2 separate regions of the Mus musculus genome follow, and region 1 is linked to region 2. Evidence: chromatin contacts called from public targeted proximity ligation data. All regions are on one chromosome and are shown on one strand. The core of a region is the stretch at or near the end of the contact, and the rest is flanking DNA. Distances in the headings are between cores, read along the strand shown.

Evidence for each region.
Region 1: a targeted proximity ligation map of embryonic fibroblasts shows a contact between it and region 2, with 10 read pairs. A contact is called at or near these places in 11 of 484 Hi-C or Micro-C datasets (bone marrow-derived macrophages, embryonic stem cells, liver and 5 more), 3 of 130 datasets of targeted methods (embryonic fibroblasts, embryonic stem cells and extraembryonic endoderm stem cells) and 2 of 9 other capture datasets (embryonic stem cells and pancreatic islet).

What each region holds. Positions count from the first base shown.
Region 1 is chr19:37,885,376-37,890,473 of GRCm38.p6, reverse strand. No RefSeq gene overlaps it. Among named protein-coding and RNA genes, the nearest start is that of Gm52397, 98 kb to the left of the region's middle.
Region 2 is chr19:37,770,446-37,775,481 of GRCm38.p6, reverse strand. No RefSeq gene overlaps it. Among named protein-coding and RNA genes, the nearest start is that of Cyp26a1, 75 kb to the right of the region's middle.

The sequences.
Region 1 (5,098 bases), core at 2,319-4,818, 110 kb before region 2:
CATAATTTAAAATAAAATAATTTTTTAAAATTGATGTAATTGCAGAAACTTGAAATGACACACCAAAAAGACATAAGAAAAATAGTTTAACAAAATTAAGACATCCATGACATTAGTATAAGGTAATCACATGAATATTTTATAGTACTTCCTTCTGTTCTGTTATTCTGCTTTTCAAGACATAAAATTGGAGTCCTATGCCAGGACTTTACAGGATTCGCTTTTATAATACTTTAGTTTTATATCTTGCTTTTCTTCATCCTCTTGAAATCATTGAATTTCATAAGCGTTTTTTCACAGCATGGGGAATAGTAGCTTAATAGTCCACCTTATTGATCCCTAGCACTCCAAAATAAAAATAATAATGATGATGATGATGATAATAATTCTTTCATACTGGTCTGCTCTAAGTTAACTACTTTCTCTATTGTTAGACATACTTGATTTCCAATTCTTTGCTATTTACAGTCCTTCCTTAAACCTCCATGGCCAAAGATCCCTGCATACCTTTGAGGGTTTTGGATCTCTAAAATTATCAATATCACAAAAGCAGAGAGGATGTTTGATTGGTTCACCCAAATTTATATCTGAGAAGGAGCAGCCGTTGTTGAATGGGTGAATGACATTCTCATCCATTCTTTAAGATATCAAATCTCCAGAAGGGAAACGCCCAAGCCAATGGGCAGGGACACATGGAAAACCCTAAAGACAAGCTGCCAGTCAGTCGCTTCCTGGGAATTGTGAGCACAGAGCTCCCAGCAGAGTCAGGAACCCTCCAACCAGACCCAGTGCTCTCCCCTTAGCCTCCTCCATCCCCGAGAGTCCTTCCTTCCCCGCATCCTGATTTCTGGACCTCAGCGATATAAGATGCATCTTAGAAAGCAGAGAAACCCACAGGTCTGCTTTGAGGGTCTTCCGTGGCATCTGGAGTCTCCCTTCTTCATCTGGACAAGCAAAGAAATCCTTTAACATCTTTCAGAAAGAAGCATGTAGCCTTCTTTCACTTAAAAAAAAATGTGATTCCTCAACAACCCCCCATAGAGAACACTTCAGTGTCCTTTAAATGCCCTGAAAGTATCTCTAGCCACGATACTAAGATTTGCACACTCGTCTCATTGTCTCACCAATTATTAAAACAACACATTTTATTTTAAAATAAAAATTAAATTGCACACTCCTTTTATAGGGGGGGAGGGCTTTCTTTTGCTTAGCTTGCACAGAGGAAAAGGGCAGGACAGAATCAACAGTAAAATAGACAAGAGGGGAGAAGTGGCTGTCGGTGGGTACAGTCTGATGCAATCCTTCAGATTTAAGTCTTTAAAGTGACTTATAACATCTAGTGAGAGAAGTGGTCTCAAAATCTAAAATAGAGAGTGATGGGATGCAGAGACACCTGATGTCCAACTCTGTCCTCCACGTGGGGGCACACAGGCCGGCATTACCTCCACCACCACCCCCATCAATGTACACACTAAAATAAAATTTTTTCTCAAAATTTCAATATGGTTCCTATAGTTGCTGAGTTCAAGGCTGGCTGGTATGTTTATTACTGGTACAGGACAGAAGGGCTTCTTATTAACAAGAAGCATAATCCTAGCAAATAATTCCTCAAAGGGTTTTGCTGATCCGCCTGCGGTGTGTTCCTCTGATGAAAAGCCTATCTTCTACATTCTTCCCAAGGTAACGTTCATTTCCATCAGGCCTTTAAAGGGTGAGGAGGGTACGGCAGAGAACGAAGCCACACTCTCCAGGAAGGTCTAGCCTCAAGGTCAAGTGGCTGGGGGTTGCAGAAGTCCCCATGAGGCTTGTATACAGATTGGGATGTGATCTGGGGCTGGCCTCAGAGAGGCCCCAGCCTCCTCTGTACAGACACTGGTCTCACTAGAGACAGCACTTGGAAAATGGTCGCGTAGGAAGTGGTCCCTTCAAATGCACTAATACATAGGGACACATTTATACCCACAAAGGATGGACCTGCAGGTCTAAAGCGTTTCAATGTCTTTTTTTTATAAATGTATTCTAAGTTTTGTATTCTACCACAAAGGCTTTTAAAAAGTGAACCTTTGGACTCCATTTAGTACAATGAAGAAAAAAAAACTGCTCAAAAGTCTTCTTTAAACCTAGAGGCTGCACTTGGGTGGTTCAGCTCAAAATACAGACTGTGGTATATGTACGACTGGTTGAGTGCCCACATCTGTGGGCTGCTGTTCCACCCTCCCACCTCCAGGTGCATTCAAATGGCTTCCCGCAAGAGCAACCCTGTGTCAAGAGCTCCAAAATGGGGTGCAGATATGAATTTAATAACCGTAACAGCTCAGACTGGAGAGATGGCTCAGTGGTTAAGCACACGTATTATTCTTCCAGAGGACCTGAGTTGCGTTCCCAGCCCCCACATTATCTGACTCATGACCACGTGTGACTCCAGCTGCAGGAACATCTGATATCTCTGGGATCTTGGGCACCAGCAGAGTGCCTAGACCCACACAGAGACGTGTACATGTAATTAAAAATAACAAAGCAACCGTTTAAATAATGGTTACAGCTCACCTGGGCAGTCCTGGGGACACTGATCCATGTAAAAATGAACTTACAAGTAACTAATGGGGTTGCTAAGCACCCCATTAAAAATCTACATCAATCTTCAATTAGAATATATTTCGGAAGAACTAAATGTGGTGGTCTATGCCTTTAACCCAATTCGAGGCAAGGCAGCGGATCTTTGTGAGTTTGAGACCAACCTGGTCTACGTTACAATTTCCAGACCAGACAGGGCTATACAGTGAGACCCTGTCTCAAAATGAAACAAAACAAAAAACAAAGAATATACTCCAGGAACATACTGCATACCTCTCCTGTGGATTTGTACACACACACACACACACACACACACACACACACACACACACACACACACAGTGTTTCCAAACCAAATGTAATACATAATGGGTGCACAGGGGTCAAAAAAAAATCTCTGTAGTCAGAGGTCAAGGATGTTGCCCAATTGTTGAATGTGTGTGTCCTTGACAAGTGTGAAGTCCTAGTTTCACACCGCACCCCGAAACATAAACGAATGATTTAATTTTAAAAATCTGTACCCCCAACACTTTGATCAGTTCTCAGGTCCCTGCCATTGGGGAAGCAGATAGCTGAGACACAATGTGATCCTGGGTACAAATGCACTGCCACACCAGCGGAAGAAGAAAAAGACGCAGCAAGGTAAAGTGTAGCATAAACGGCCAAGAGTTAGGGCAAAGCAGAGAGTTGGGCGTCAGATCTTGGTCTTATTAAACTTTTTTAAACCCAATAAATATATTTATTGATATCGCGATCATTTTTGTTACTTCCGCAGGAGAACAGAAATCAGTTAAGGGTGGCTCTGGAAACACAGCCTAATGCTTTCCAAAGGAAAATATTCCATTGTAGAACGGGCCAGAATCTTGGGAAGACATAGACGTGTATTTCAAATACTGTCCACAAGATGGCAGCAGCATCCTCAGGTTCCCAGTTGGCACAAAAGGCATTCCATTCAGTCTGCATTCCCCGGAACCCCACCCAAGACAGGCATCTCTGGGACATATTTTAAGTGGAAGGTGACCAGCACCACCGCATCTAAAGGATGCCCTTTCTTCTGGAATGCTCTGGAAGTTTACGACTAGACAGACAAAAATGCTCCGGTCTTGAGAAAAAACGGGAAACCACCCATTCATTCAAGTATTCACTCGTGAAGGAACCTGGGATCCTGCTGAATCCTACGCTTCCTGCAGAGAGGTGCAGCAGGTCTCTGTTTCCGTGGCCTCGCAGTCAGTTTACACACAGTCTACCAAACCAGAAGGGTCTTCCATCCAGTTAAAAATCACCGTCCTGCAGACTGCAACTGCTGCGGAGCACAATGAAGGCTAGAACCCTACCCCAGGATGGGATGCCCACAAGGACTCTGCTCTCTAAGCTGCCCAGAACAGTAGAGTTCAAAGGGAGAGAACTCGTGGAGTTAAATCAAGACTGTGGGTTTGCCCACCTGTAAAACGACTTAAGTTCTTCTTTCTTTCTTTCTTTCTTTCTTTCTTTCTTTCTTTCTTTCTTTCTTTCTTTCTCTCTCTCTCTCTCTCTCTCTCTCTCTCTCTCTCTCTCTCTCTCTCTCTCTCCCTCCCTCCCTCCCTCCCTCCCTCCCTCCCTCCCTCCCTCCCTCCCTCCCTCCCTCTCTCTCTCTCTCTCTCTCTCTTTCTTTCTTTCTTTCTTTCTTTCTTTTTTCTATAGCCTGTTTGAAGTTAAAAATCTGGGCCGGCTAATGGAAGTTGCCACCTGGAATGTCTGGGGCAGTAGTGCAAGGTTACATTCCAGGCTCCTAGCAGAAAAATGTCAGCAATTTGCCTTTTGTCAACTGCAAATTAAAGTAATTTCCACGCAGAAGGTTTCTCCTGCTGGCAGTGAGCACCCAAAACACTAGGGCAAGCCGTGACCTGTCTCCCGTCCCCAGGGCCACCACACCTGAAGTTGGATGCACCTTGGAGCTGCAAAGAATGGCTGTCTTCCCTCTGAAATGCCCAACCAGATGGGCGCTAGTGGGGTACAGAGGGAAGTGCATCTTCTCAGTCCCTCTTAGTCCCTAGACGTTCTCGTAGAGTTGGGGAGGGCACTCAAAGGCTCTATAGAGAGGTGAGTCTGTGTACACTGTCATACCTGGCCTGTGATGAAAGTGTTGGACAGACTGGTGCTGATGTAGACACAGCATCTTTGGTGAAAGAGACACTACAGTCAGCATAGATGAGGGATCTTTGGAGCAAAAGAAAAGAGTGGGGTTCGAACCTCATTTGTCAACCTCCTGGCTTCCCCTGGGCCCCATACAGGCACCAATTACAGAGGTGAATAGTGAAACTTGTCCTCACACAGACTTAACTCTGAGCTTAGAGGCTGGAAACCACATTGGCTCTGCGATTGCCATGCTCCAGGGAGGGAAGCCAGTCCCTAGTGTTCAGATGAACTGCAAATGAATGGTCAGTGTCTTCACAGGCAGCCAGCATGCTTAGCTGGCCAATCACCTCCCTAAAAATTCTAACGCACACATACATGCACACATGCACTCATGCATGCACGCATGCAC
Region 2 (5,036 bases), core at 2,087-4,586:
AATCTATTCAGACCAATTTGTGTCACTCATATAGTCTTGGATGTGTGGCCTTCCACAGGAGCATGGTTAGCTTATCAGGAACAATATTCTTACAGAAAACTGACTCTCCCTCTCCCAGCAGCTAACAGTTGTCAGGCGTTCCTTGGCAAAGGGTGGGACTCCTCTCCATATTGAGATTTGGCATAACCTGAGCTTGTATAGGTCTTGTGCATACATGACATAACTGCTGTGAGTTCATATGCACATCTGCCCTGCTGGGTACAGAGACACTGTTTCTTCATAGCCATCTAGCCCCTCTTCCAAAGAGATCCCTGGACCTTAGGGAAAGGGGTTGAGGTGTAGATGTTCCATTCTGAGCTAATCATTCAGTAGGCTCTTGTTCTCTGCTCCTTGGTCAGTTGTGGGTCTCTGTGTCAGCCACCATGTACTCAAAATAGAAGCTTCTCTGATGAGGACTGAAAGGGTTGTATTAATCCACAGGTATAATGATAAGCTACTAGGAGTCAGTTTAATACTATGTTCATTTAAGCTGGGCATGGTGATGCATGTCTTTAATCCCAGCCAGCACTCTCAAGGCAGAGGCAGCAGGATCTCTATGGGTTTGAGGCCAATCTGGCCCACATATCAAATTACAGGCAAGTAAAGGCTACCTGGTAAGACTCTATCTCAAAAGCAGACAAGCACAATGTTCACTTAGCAGAATAATAGCAGTAGACTCTCCCTGTGACCTATGGCTTACCTCCATGGGTTCTGGCTAGATTATGGTGCCACGTGAGCAGCATGACTTAAATCCAACCAGTAGTTGGCTACTCCCGTGATGCTCATGCCACTGTTGCATTTGTGAGCACATCCTTCCAGGCCAGTCACTGTGAACCCTATGGGGTACGATTAGTGCGTGATTATCCCCTCTGGTAGTGTGCACAGCACCTTGTAGCACTATGAAAGATATTATAGAGGAAGGTCAAAACGAGCTTGGTTTTCCCATGTTCTGTGACTCAAGAATATAGTTTCTTCAGCAAATATGGTCTAACAGTAAGCTCTATAGGGAGGCCAGTAGCATCAGCAATAGCCTGCAATGCTTGGGTTGGGGCTCTAGGATCCCACTGGACAGTAACTCCAAAAGAGGTAATCCATTCTTGACGATGAGTCTCTTATTTGGTAGCCTATAGTGTCTGGTAGGGCACTGTTACCCTGTTACAAAGTAACTCTATTTTAACTTTTTTGAAGTGTTCCTGTGTGTGTTAGGAAGTTTCCATGTGACTTTTTACAAGGTCTTTCTGTTCCACTACTTCCTTTTAATTCTTTATCCCAGTACATTCTAACTCCCCCCCCCCCTTTAAGGCTTCTTTTCTCTATAGTCCCTTATGATTTCCCTGACCTCGATGAGTATTCCAAATGAATATATATATCTGCATATTCAAAGCTAACATCCACAAATGAGAGAAAATATGCAACATTGGCTTTTCTCAGTTATGCCTTTTATTCTTATATTTCGGTATTTGATCCATTTTGTGTATAGCCTGAATCTTTTTAAATGTAGCTACCAGTTGTGCCAATACCACTTGTCCAAAACATGATTTTTCCCACAGAATGGTCTTGGCCATTTTGCCAAAAATGAATTGGCCAGAGGTGACTGGTTTATATCATGACTCTTATTGTAGTCTTGAAATTTATGAGCCCTCTTATCACATATTAAGGCCTGAATCATTAATGTGATGGTGTTTAATGGGATTTGGGGCAGTGATTAGTGATGGATTAGGCCATGAGCCCTTGTAATGGAATTTATCACTTTATTAAAAAAAAAAAAAAAAAAAAAAAAAAAAAAGCAGAGCCTCTTCAACCCCAGAGCCAGGTGACAAGCCTCCACCAGGAACAGCAGGAGGCAACACTTTGATCCTGGACTTCTAGTCTCAGAACTTTTAGAAATATGCTCCAGCGACCTACTTTATGCTATTCTCTCATGGCAGCTGAAGGTGACAAAAAGAACTCTCAGTTTTTTTTCTCATTCTGAAGCTATGCCCTTACCCCAAGAGCACACTGTTTTGGTCACGGTAGATTTCCAGCATGTTTTGAAGCTTAAACTGTTCATCTTCCAAATTGTCTCGACTATTCAGAGACCCTTGACATTTCACATACATTTTAGGATCCACTTTCCCAATTCTGGAAAGAAAGAAAGAAAAAAAAAAAGAAGTTGAAATCAAGGGTCTTGATAATGATGGTGCTGAAGTCAATGCTCTCCTGGGATGGAGCTACCACTTGGATAATATTTAGTCTTCTAACTCATAAAAAAAGGGTGTTTTTCCAGTTATTTAGTTTTTCTTTAATTTCTTTTAATGATATTTTATAGTTTACACTGTACAGGTCCAATAACTTTGGAATAAACTAATTCATACTCTTTTTTTTTTTTTACTTTAACTAAAGACAGGCAAAGCATGTTAATTTTATTAAATGAATCTCTCCATCTGTAAGCCCATGCACCTTCCCTTCGATTTGTAAAGATGCTGAGTTACAATAATGAATTCCCCATCATGGAATCATCTTTTATTCCTGGTATAGCCCTTATTTGGTCATGATGAATTGTGCTTTGCATACACTGCTGGGTAGAAGAGATCAAATAAAGGAGAAATGAAAGCACAGACTTGGTAAGTGATCAGCTGAGAAGGCTAAGGGATAAGGAAGGATGGCGTGCGTATCTCTGATTGGAATCACTAGACAGTCAATGATGGCACTCACTAAGACACAAAACACAGAAGGAGTGGACTTAGGGAAAAGACAAGGTCTACAAAATACCTAACACCTCTGGGACACACAAACGCATTGAAAGGATAAATAGAAGAGTTTAGTGCATTGGCCCAAGGTTAGTTGAAATCATAGTCCATGAACTGCATTACCTAAGACAGTGAGAACTGGACTGGGGTGCAGCAGACAGTATTGGCTATCTACTCAGTACCCATCATCCCCTGCTTCCTAATAAGATGACGATTTTGTTGGGAAAGCTATGCTTTAAAACAAACAAACAAACAAACAAAGCAAACTTTATTTCCCAGCCTTCTTTGCAGCTAAGGGTGGGCTGTCGTTTGATATGGTTCTGGCTAAACAGACAAAAGCAGCAGATACTGGGTGTAGCTTCCAGGAACGCGCTTTTTAAAAAAACACTACGTGAAGGGTCTAAGCCCCTCTCCCAGAGAAGTATACTGAAGTACAACCGGATTGCACAGGAACTCACTTTGGGGCAACGAAGTTTGCCTTGCTGGCCAACACATCTGAAAGGGATTTGGGAGAAAGAATCCATTTTCTACTTAACTCTTGGGTAAGGAACCTAATAAATGGGGTGACTAAACACCATCGGAATCCCAAGTTCTGAAGAAACACTCTTGCTTGCCAGACCTATCCCTATTCTGTGCCCTTAACTCTGAGCAGGAGACCCTTCTTTCTCTTGCTGTAATGGAGCAGGTGAAACAGGATTATGATATAGAGCATGGGCTCTATTTAACCAGAACAGACTTGGATTCAAGTCTCAGCTCTGTAAACTAACTCTGAGCCTCACCTTCCTCAACAGAGAAATGGAGATCATGATAGTCTCTGGCTTGTAGGGTCATTGAGGGAGGAAGAGTGAAGTAAACTAGCTCTTGTAAAATGAATGACACACTATTCAAATATCAGCTGCTATTCTTACTACATGTCAGTTCAAGAATAATGGAAAGATTATTGCATATATTTTTTAAAAATGAAGTGGTTTGGAAAGTCTTCGTTGGAATTACTCAAAGGGGCAGCATCCTTTGTGAATACCCAAGAAAGTGACTGTGGCACCTGCATAGGTATGGCAAATGCACAACCTGTAGGCTTCATGAAGCTGAGAAGAACTATGAAAGTGGCCAGACACTTTAAACATTGTAAGATTTTTTCTTTCCAATTCACTCTGTAACTCAATGGCACAGTTCTCCACCATACACTTTGTAGATGACATCATGGAACAGTGTTAAGAAGTTGGACACTCCCATGTGTAGAGTATCAGGAGGAGAGATCTAGAAGCTTTGTGTGACCCTCAATTGCAGACTAGCCTCTACTGAATGTCAAGAATATCAAGAGTAAAGTCAAACTCCGGAGAGTGGGTTGAGACAACACAGGGTTCTTAGACAAGGACAAATGTGCTCAGAACAGGCAGAGGCTGGGGGTCCTGACATCTCTGGGAGACAGATATACACATCATCCTTGGGAAATGAAATGACTGAGAGAAAATGGATTCTCCCTCAGAGTTCCAAAGTTGATATCCTTTGAAGCACGCCATGACCAGCTCCCTCCACAGGCCAGGTATGTGTGGTACAGGGCCCTGACTATGAATGAAACTAACAGTGACAGACTTGGGTGGGGTGGTTATGTCACATGAGGAGAGGAAATGCCTGAACACAGGATGTCGTGGAGAACATCAGAGCCCTGTCCAGACCCTCTCAGGTCTCTGCCTCATTTCCCAGCATAATGGCTCCCCATTCACAGACGTACTTACAGTTTTGAGTGGCAGGTTTCCCTCAGATTCTCAGTGTCTCCTCTTCTGGGTTCCAGGCACACCAGGTTTCACTAGGAATTTATGTTTTCTTAGGCCAGTCCTTAAGCAATGACGGTTGTCCCTGATCAAGACAACGTAAGCTATGACCTACATTCTCAGAGTCCCCCTGGGGGACTGATTCAATGTTACCCATTGGGACTGCACTTGATAGGTCTTCCTTCATCATAATCCTCCTTCCTCATCCCATTCCGTATCCCTTCAGGTTTTTCCTAAGAATCCCTCAAATAAATCACTTTGTAAGGATCTTCTATGTCTCAGTGTTTCTATCTGAGGAACTTGGCCTCCTAGCAAAGGTGTCCACTCTTGTATCTCTCCCAGATACACAATAAGTATCTGGAGACAGCAAGACAGAGTCAGAGGGCATTCTGGCATGACCCAGCCACCTTTGTCTACAGATACGAAGCCAGGCTTAGCCAGGGCATCTAATGGTCAGAAAAGGATAGTTCCCTCAGTGGGGGAAAAAAAATCATTG